2 separate regions of the Sus scrofa genome follow, and region 1 is linked to region 2. A link is a contact called in public Hi-C data. All regions are on one chromosome and are shown on one strand. The core of a region is the stretch at or near the end of the contact, and the rest is flanking DNA. Distances in the headings are between cores, read along the strand shown.

Region 1 (5,309 bases), core at 10-2,509, 230 kb before region 2:
GTTTATCTTATTCTAAGTGTTGACAGGAACATTATTAGTAAGGTCTACCTCAAGCTAATACTTTTTTTTTTTTTCGGTGATTGCAGTTATCTTACTTTATACTAAGCAGTTGTGGCTTAGGCACTGGAACTCAAACACAATATGGTGAAAGAATAGGCACCAGGGAGGAGAAAAAGACTGAAAACGGCTAAATTGCAAAACACAAAAGTGCTTTTGCAGCAAAAGACCAAAACCCCACTTCTGCCATACTTGTGAGGGTACCAATGGGAACCCTTCCCTCCTGCCCTGGCTGACGCTTTTCACCTTAAATCACGGTGTTAGTTTTCTCTACCACAGACATATCTTTATTAGTGAATACTCCTTCCCTATGACATTGTAACCTAATTCCCTTTATACTCTGTCCTTCCCATTGCATTCCGTTTTGAATCTACTCTCCAAATGCTGGGACACTTAAGCAAACTGGCTTGCAGGGTCTAAGGAAGGGAACAGCCTTTGGTTCTCAAAGTGAGGCAGGACGGCGTTACCTGGGAACTCATCAGAAATGCAGGTTCTCCGGCCTCACTCCGGACCCTAGGAGTCTAAGACCTAGTCACCGGTTATAACAAGTCCCACAGGGATTCTGGCGTCTCTGAACTTGAAAATTTCTTGTTTGCATACTAACCCCCTTATCTCCCAGCAGGTGGGGAAATAGCACCCCTATCTCGGGTTATTTACGGCTGCAACCATTCCTTAAGTATCGATTGTTGAATTCATAGCCCACTTTGGGTTATCACTTATTTTTATTAAGGCGAGTCCTTGCCTAACAAAACACAATATGTACGAGCCTTATCTGAAAAACAGCGCGCGGACTTTTAATAGCTCCCAAGGCGGCGCTTCGGCCTGTCCAAGGGGCGCTCCGCAGGACTCACCTCCAGGTATAGGTAGGAGGAGTACCGCAGCAAACCTTGATCCAGACCTGGCGTCCCTACCGAGTTCCCAGCGGCCAACCGGGTGCGGGGGGCGGGGGTACTAGAGGAAACTACACTCCAGCGGGAGCAACAGCCTAGCACAGCGCGCGCTGCTGCGCAGCGCGTCGGGAGGGCGGTGCGCCCGAAGAATCCCCTCCCCCAATCCGAGGTCCAGCCAATCACAACGTGCGGTGCCGCGCGGCGCGTCGGAAGGGCGGTGCGCCCGGAGAGTCCCCACCCCCAGACTGAGGGCTCACCAATCACAATGTGCGATGCGGCGCGGCCCGCCTGGGGGGCGGTACGTCTGGAGAGCCCCTGCCCTCAGCCCGAGGCCCTCCAATCGTAGCGCGTGGTGCGGCGCGGCGCGCCGAATTGGTGCGGTGGTGAGCAGCTTTCCGGCTCCCTGAGGGGTGGTGCGCTCTTGAGGACGCGGCGTGCGGGGACATGCCCCGCGGCGGCGGTTCGCGCGGCCCGAAGGTAGGCTTTGGGCGTGTGGGTGCCGCCTCCTCCGGGTAGGCCAGGGGTCTGTGGCGCCCGTAGTGTGGAAGCGGCCCGCGTCTGAGGCAGAGCGGGAGGAGCCGCTCTCTTGGAGGGCGGCGGTCGCGGGCGTGGGGCGACCGGGGCGGGTCAGAAGGGCCGTGTGGTTTGAACCTCCCAGGGTTCGGCCGGTCTCTGCCGGTCGCACCCCGGCAGCGGCGGCGGCGTCCTGGGTCCGCGAGGGGCTGCGTCCCCGCCGGGTCTGCGCCACGTCGCCTCCCCTGGCCCTTCAGCCTTTGGCGCGGGGTCCGTGTGGGGAGCCTGGTTCGGAGTGTAAGTGCCCTTGGCGCTTCGAAAGCTGTTTCTGAGCTCCTTGCTTACGAATATGCTTGTCTCATCTGACCGAAAACTTATCAAAGCAGACACTGCTTCCTTTCTTGACTCCGCTCCTTTTACCAAAAAACCATCTGAAAGAATAGTCCGTGTATGGCTCAGCCCCCTTGTCACTACCGTATCTCCTCGCTTCTGGGATACCACTGAGTGAGTGTCACACACCTTGCCAGTTTTATAACCACTTTAGGGAGGAAAAGAAGCCTATGACACGCATACCTGTAGATTGTGGGCTACATCCTGATTTTAGACATAGGAAAAGTCCAGGAAATATACATATATATACATACATACATATATATATGTGTGTGTATATATATATATATATATATATATATTTTTTTTTTTTTTTTTTTTTTTTTTAGGGCCTCACCCATGGCATGTGGAGGTTCCCAGGCCTGGGGTCTAATTGGAGCTACAGCTGCCGGCCTATGCCACAGCCGCTCGGGATCCAAGCCGCGTCTATGACCCACACCAGAGCTCACCGCAACCTCGGATCCTCAACCCACTGAGTGAGGCCAGGGATGGAACGCACAACCTCTTGGTTCCTGATCAGATTTGTTGCCGCTGCGCCCCGCTGGGAACTCCCAAGGAAGCATATTGAACTGTTCAATCCAATATAACATTGGTCATTGTAGCATTTGACGTATTTGCCACCTGCTTCTCTTTCTGTCTTGCAACTGCTCATTTACTTCTCTTTACTGTCTTCCTGCGGGTTCTAACTTTTGACCTTGTGCTTTTTTACCTCTTTACAAGTTTGTTCTGGGCAATCTCATACATTGATGATGATTTTCAGATCTGTATTTGACCTTTCCCTTGAGTTCAGCTTAAACTCAGTGTATTGTGAAATCATTCTTTCGACCACAGTCCACTAAGGCGCCTAGTCAACAGTTTCTTCTGTGTTTTATAGGTCTCAGCCTGTATTATTTGTCCAAAGCTCCCATAGACATCCTCCTGCCCACCCATTGTTATGGCTGGACCAGATCTTGTGGTTCTAATTATGATGGCAAGGTGCACTTCAGCAAAAACCATCAGGGCACTTTGCAAAACAAGATTCCTTACAGGTCCTGGAGAGTACGTTGTACACCAAAGGGCTACACAGCAAGGTCAGGAGGAGAGAGACATAGAGAGGGACAAAGGGAGAGCGAGAGGGATGGCATACTTGGGGTCAGCCTTTATTAGTTTGAGGATCAAATGTCTGGAATTTTGGGGTTTACTTTCATTGGCTATTTTTAAGTAATACCGGGAATTAGGGAGACGCAGCGTTACTCTGTGATGGTCAGTTATCTAGATTACCCAAGGCTTTTGAAAGAAAGCCCTTCATGGGAGGAGGTGTATGTAGTTCCTTACCTGGTGGTTTTGCAAGTAGCTGTGTCATACAGCTGGAGATGCATCTATTCAGGATGGATTTCTGAAATGGATGCCACTTGGTGGTCAAATGCTTAATAATGTCAGACACTTAAACTCCATCCTGACTTAGAAATGTTCATGTTTTTGACTTGATACTCATTTTTACTCTCTTCATTATATCAGTTTTCAAGACCTTGCCAGTTTTTCTCTTCAGTAGTTGTGTTAACTATGTATTACTCTGTAACAGATTGTCTCAAAACCAAAGCAGCTTAAAACAGATGTTTATTTCCCATACTGTGTCTGAGGATCAGGAATCTGAGAATGACTTGGTGTGGTTCCACCTTAGAGTTTCCCCCAAGTCGCATCAAATAAAGGGTCACTGAGGCTGGAGGATCCATTTCTAAGCACTCCTGTGATTGTTGGCAATTGTTCCTTGCCAATTCCATAGGTCAGCTCACAACATGACAGCTGGCTTTCCTAAGAGCAAGAGTGAGGGAGCAACTAAGAAAGAGGCCCTGGTGTCTTTTTATAACATAATCTTTGAAGTGATAGGCCATGTCTTCTATTAATCACATAGATCAAAATGGTATAGTGTGGGACCGTAGAGGTTGTGGATGCCAAGAGCTGGTGATCCATCTTAGAGCCTGGCTGCCAAGATAATTTTGCCCCAGGAAGTTTTTTTCTTTTTCTTTTTTTCTTTCGCTTCTTTCTTTGTTTTCTCTTTTCACCCTAGGTCAGGCCCAGAATACTTCATGCATGGAATATTTGTGTGTAACCATGTAGCATGCTTCCATTCCATCTTCTGAGATGACTTTCCCTTAGGCCCCATCTTAATTGTTATTCCTCTGCTTAGGCATTATTTTGCTTCTTTTTTTTTTTTTTTTGGTCTTTTTGCTATTTCTTTGGGCCACTCCCATGGCATATGGAGGTTCCCAGGCTAGGGGTCGAATCGGAGCTGTAGCTGCCGGCCTACACCAGAGCCACAGCAACGCAGGATCCGAGCCGCGTCTGCAACCTACACCCCAGCTCACGGCAATGCCGGATCATTAACCCACTGAGCAAGGGCAGGGATCGAACCCGCAACCTCATGGTTCCTAGTCAGATTCGTTAAACACTGCGCCACGATGGGAACTCCTATTTTGCTTCTTATTGAACACATAATAATTTATTTTGGACTTACCTTGTGGTAAGTACTTTATGTGTATTAACTCATTTAATTTTTTCAAAAGTCCTTTGAGATAGGTACTGTTATTTTATGGATGAGGAAACTGAGTCAGAGCAGAGAGGTTAAGTAATTTACCCAGGGTCAAACAACAATTAAGTGAAGAAGCCAGGATTTGTATCCAGGTTGTCAGCTCCAGACCTTGCTTTGCCTGTTATTCACAGCTTCCATAATGTGGTCATAACCTTTCCCTAAATTTTCCAACTTTATTATTTATCCTTTAGGTAAAATAAACTATTTTCATTGTATTTTCTTTCCTCCTGATATTTGTTAATGTTCTTGGTATGTAGTAAGTCCATTTCTTCCACTTTTGCTTATTGAAACCTTAATCATCTGTCAAGGCCCACCTTAAATCCTACCTTCTCCTTATTATGTGTTTAATAAGAAGCAGTTGTAAATTAATTTTATTCTGTATTCCTGTAGAACTTTGTATCATCCTTATAACTTCATTCCATATTAGGTTTGTTTGTATCTATGCCTTTATTCCCTTATAATGTGGATACTGTGAGGTTAGGGACTGTGTCTTCAACCCATGTCCCCCAGAGTACCTGCCACAATCCCTTGAGTATATTAGATACCTAATACATATCTGATGAGTAAATGAAAGGAAAACTAGTTTAGAAGATTTGCAAGTATTGTAGGTATGAAGAAACATGGGGAAAAATACCCGTGGATCCTAGTCGGGTTCATTAACTGCTGAGCCACGAAGGGAACTCCCTTATGTCCAAATGTTATCAATTGTCTAATAATGATCTATTTTCTCAGTTTAGATTTAGGTTGTGCATTTTTGGTAGTAATACTGTGGCTGTTGTCTTGTGTTCTGCTTGATGTCTCATATCAGAAAGCACTTGATGCTGGTTTATGCCAACATTGATGACTTAAGATGATGTCTAACAGGTTTCTCCACTGTCAAGTTACTATTT
Region 2 (4,909 bases), core at 1,040-3,539:
CCACCACCACCACCCCTCGCCTGCTCCTCCCGGACATACACTGGCCCTGCACACACTGTTCAGTAAACAACAGAGAGCCAAGCCTAGCCAGTTCATTCACAGAGTATTTGGAAAGGCTTGTCTATGCAGTCTTGACGGGCTGGCTGAAGTGGAGTGAGAGGGAGCCTTCATGTTTTCATTAGTTCTTTTTATAGCATCGAACCAGCTGTAGCTGGTTAGCGCTGGCCTGGGCTACCATTAGTGTGCAGGTCTCTTACGCAGGATAAAGGGCTTCTGATGGAAACAGATTTTGTTACTCATACCACCGACTGTGTTTATATGAACTCACCCAGTCTGTCATGAGATGTGATTTAGAATAGCTCTGTTAAAACACAGGAACTCCCTGGGTGCTCTTCCTATCATCCTTGAAAACAAAAAATATGTATAGCTTTCTCTGTTAAAGTAGCTGTCCTTCACAGATCATGCTTCCTTGCATGCTGCTTTTGAAAAGAGCTAGGATGTTTTCCCATCGGTGTCATAAAAATTGGATGGAAAAGTTGTTTTTTCTCTAGCCACAGCAAGGAATTATCATCTTATGGGGGGAGAATAACTTTCCCAACCATTCTGGATATGTTAAACAGAACTGTTTGTATTGCTCTAGCTCTTCATGGGATAAACTCTGACTGAAGGCAAAATTTAACTTTTTGGAGATCATTAATAGCTAGATGGAAATAGCTAAATGGAAAATGAAAAACATTTTGAATGGAGAGTGTTCATTGGATTCTTGTGTGGCTTGTTTTGGGGATTAAAGGATAAACCAATTTAGCCAATATTCCAAAGTAGCCAAGAATCCGTGGGCCTTAGCTACTTCCTGGATCAGTCTCACCAGAAATTAGAAAATATATTCTCCTTTTAAACCTAATTTATTTGCAGAAGTGAACTTAGGCGTTTGAAGTGATGAAGTCATGCAGACACGGGTTGGGATTCCCAGCAGCTGTGCGACGAGACACAGCCACCTCTCCCAAGATCCAGAGCTGCCCTGGGTTCCTCCTGACGCTTTCTTTTCCCCCAGAATAGGGGCCAACAGTCTCAGAGATTTAGGGATTACATTTGTTAGGATGGAGACAGGGGCTGGACTGTCGTCCACTGCACGGGGTTGTTTTGGGGATTAAACGAGGAGGCAAGGTGAGGTGCCTAGCTCACAGTGGGGCTTCATTTTGTTCTCATCGTACAGAACAGGGTTGGCAAGCATTGACTTGTAGGCCATGCCCATTACTGGCCTCAGCCTTTGTGTCATGAGAGCAGCGCTGGACAGGAGTGTGTGAGGAGATGCGCTGGTCCCAATAAAACTTTATTTATAAAGACAGGTGGCAGGAAGAATTTGGCTCACAGGCCATAGTTTGCCACCCCATGAAGAATACAAAGAGGTAAATCTCTTTAGTCTTGAATTTCCTTTAAATAATAAAAGAGAGGAGTTCCTGTCATGGTGCCGTGGTTAATGAATCCGGCTAGGAACCATGAGGTTGCCGGTTCAGTCCCTTGCTCAGTGGGTTAAGGATCCGGCGTTGCCGTGAGCTGTGATGTAGGCTGCAGACACGGCTCGGATCCCACATTGCTGTGGCTCTGGCATAGACCCCTAGCCTGGGAAACTCCATATGCCGCGGAAGCGGCCCAAGAAATGGAAGAAAGACAAAAAAATAATAATAATAAAATAAAAGAGAATTTTCAGCTGGTGTTTAATGTAATTGTTAACTTCCCACACTGCTCATCAGAATAACACTTGGAGGTATAGGTATATGTTTATGTATTGTTGAACTATATACTGAAAAGAAAGTGTAAAATTAAAGTGCCTAATATATTAATTTTCAGGTAAAATAGTTTACATGTGGTAAAATGTGACTTCAGAAATGTTGGCATTTCTCTGCATGCTTGATCTCTCAAATATGTTGAATTGCAAAATGACACAGGTAGCACAGCAAATTTATGAGCAAAAGTAAGGTAAAAAAAATCAAACCTTTATACCAGCATTTATGATTTACAAGTGAGAGAATGAACATTGGGGAAAATAGAAAGCAAAATGAAAAAATATAAATAAAACTATGTTGAAAACAGTGTTAATGTAAATTCTGAGAAGAGCAATAGGGGAAGTGAGAAGGAATCCAGGATTTGTAATTCAGATCTCACCTTCAGCGCCAGCTCCGGTGGCCTCCCTGGTCTCATGACCTTGGGCAAGCAGAGAGTCATGTCCTTACATTGTCCTGGAACATGGCAGAGTGTGCAGAGTGCTTTGTGAGCCTTGCATCATCGACTGTGCATGTGACAGACACACTGGTCCAAGGGCAGTTTGGGGCTGCCTCCCAGGGAGCAGGACCTAGAGGACTCATGGCTTCTGTTTGTTACCCAAATGTGTGTCATGCCTTCCACACCAGCCTAGGTTGCAAGGTGTCTGAAAGTTCTAGAGAAGAGGCAACTTCTCATTCAGCTGTTCACAAATCTGTGCCTCCTGCACCTTGAGTGAATCCATGTGGCTGATCTGACATGACAGGTCCCTAACATATTTTCTATGCCCTGCTGACTCAAAAACAGTAAAATAGCTGTAACTACTGGCAGGAAGTCATAGTGCCAGAGTCACACCAAGTCAAAGGCCTCCTTCATGGGCATGGCAAGAATGCCACCAACCCCAATGTCCTGAGGGAGGGCCAGGGAGAAGGGTTGGTCCTGCCGCCCCCAGGAGCGCCGTTCTCCCTCCAGGTCTGCTCCTCCCAGGCAGCCTCTTTGGTGTCCCCAAGGCCTAGAAGCAGTGGGGACAGTAAAGGCTACTGTCTTTGGCTTCAGGCTTTGAAATTAGTCATTACAATAGATTTTAAGGAAAATCTTTACTGAGGTCATACAGTTAGTTACTGAAAATAAGAATTTAGGCTTTCATCTACAATCACATATGTCTTACCTCATAACACATTTCATGTATTAATGAATTTTAAAAACCACACAAATATTACAGCAGATCTTTAAAAAGTTACAGAAAAGCACTGAATTCTGGAATCATCACAATAAATATATTAGGACAAATGGTGAATAGGAAATTTGCATCTGAAAAACAGGTTTAGATTTATTTGTTCTGAACCTATGAAAGGGAATGACAAGCTGATGAAGAATTCTTACTTGATTTTTCAGAGTTCACAACTCACCAAAAATTCAGAGAATCAACATACGGTTTTCATTTATAATGGTAGTTTATTTTCTAAAAGGCCAGTGAAATACAGCTCCTTGATTTATATGAAATTTAGTTCTTGACAAACTACCTTTCTGGTGAGACCAAAGTCCAGGATTCAGCCATTACCTCAGGATGATCTGAGAAAACTGTGGAGCCAAGTGTTTTGTTGCTTTAGATTAGTTAAGTGATGATAACCACGAACATTTATAATATTATTTTTAAATTGGCCCTGTGAGGTTTTAAGACGCAGAACTGAATGTACTGCCAGATATTTTTGCAGGAGTCACAGATGTAGAAGAGAATTCTGCACACACATCCCCCTCCCCAACACCCAAACAGAACATATTTTGAGTTAAACCTTTTGGAATGGACTATTTTTAGGAAAATGATAGGGGGGTAGGAAATGTTTTTTTCACAACTTTTTGCATTACATCCCATACAAAAATATTTACATTTTTATTTAATTGCAACATATCCCATACTGTGATTGATTCTACTGATTGTGAAATAAAAGTTGAACTACAGTCCCATCTTTTTCAAACAAATTGCAGAATTTTACCTACTCTGAAATTTGAGAGTTAACACATGGCACCCGAGCGTGGGCCAGGCTTGGCAGAGCTCACATGAGAAGCAGCGTTGCTCAACACGCACTGCTCACAGCCCGTCTTGTGCATGAAATAGTGTGACCATGGAAGTGACAACCTGTTCCATTAATATTTTGGTGTAATTTTTAAATGGTAAAAGTGACATGGTGACATCTATGGAAAATTTCATGATTTTCACTAATAGAAAAATTATTCAAATTCTGTTCACTGTATAATTATTTTGTATATTATTTTCTAGTCTTTTTATAATACTTCTTTTAGGTTGAAATCATGAAACATTTTGTCTTAGCCTGAAGAATGTCAGCACCCTGTCAACATTTTTTACTCCCTTTATCCAACACTTCAGTTTGACTATGTACTCAAGGGAGGAAAAGGAACTTGGTTGAGAACCTACAGTATGCCAAGTGTTTGTGTTTTTGTTCGCTTTTTTGAGGAGCTATTAAGCACGTAAAATGCCATGCAGCACCTGTACAGCAGTGTTAGAAAAGGCTAGCACCTAGGAGAGGTGGATTTAAGTTTTCCTGTTGCTCAGAGAAGACTGTGGAAGGTCAGGAGGCTGAGGTCTGTGTGCCTCACAGCAGTTTGCTGCTGTCAGTGTGGTGCCAAGGTACTTCCCATCCTGTAGGACCACCAGTTACAACATCAGCACAGTTACTCTCACTTACTGCTAGTCCCACGCTGGCACGGATAGCACAACTACAAGTACTATTTTTATTTGAAGTGAGAGCAGTTACTGTCTGCTTCACTTATAAAGAACATAGCCATTAAAGCAGGTGGCTATAATCTGGTGTTTGGAAAATTAATATTAATAACATTTCTTAAAGTCTAAAACATATTTTTAAACAAAAAGTCAGTTATGTATCCAGTCAGAAAATTGCCTAGACTTTTTGATGAAGAAAGAAAGTAAATGTCCCTGGGCATTTCACTGTTGCCTCTTCCTGCTTCTGGCTATATAGGTGGCAGCGCTTTTCTTACAAAAGGGACGGTACAGAGCCATGAAAACAAGGACTGTGCTACTACCTTTTGCAGGACCTCCATGCCATGCTACCTGATGTGTGTGAGTCGATTTTAAAAAACAGGTATAAAGATGTGGAAAAGTAGATTTCTAACA

The links. A called contact is a pair of places that touch in the nucleus more often than the background predicts.
Region 1: a contact with region 2 is called in a Hi-C map of liver, with 5 times the contacts expected there. The contact joins the promoter of SPIDR here to the enhancer-like site in region 2. A contact is called at or near these places in 3 of 47 Hi-C or Micro-C datasets (liver, skeletal muscle and subcutaneous adipose tissue) and 1 of 2 datasets of contacts at active chromatin or transcription factors (alveolar macrophages).

What each region holds. Positions count from the first base shown.
Region 1 is chr4:80,186,694-80,192,002 of Sscrofa11.1, reverse strand. It overlaps SPIDR (DNA repair-scaffolding protein), which reads left to right and starts at 1,259. Exons shown (of 20, transcript XM_021090636.1): 1 at 1,259-1,424. The coding sequence starts at 1,392. It overlaps LOC106510093 (a long non-coding RNA gene), which reads right to left and starts at 1,114. Exons shown (of 3, transcript XR_002343696.1): 1 at 909-1,114.
Region 2 is chr4:79,956,266-79,961,174 of Sscrofa11.1, reverse strand. The region is part of intron 10 of SPIDR (DNA repair-scaffolding protein); the gene reads left to right. Among named protein-coding and RNA genes, the nearest start is that of CEBPD, 86 kb to the right of the region's middle. Within about 2 kb of position 2,289, at least 19 of the 83 cell types and tissues checked have an H3K27ac peak or open chromatin away from gene starts, as enhancers often do. A contact at or near this core is called in alveolar macrophages, liver and skeletal muscle, where this site is marked.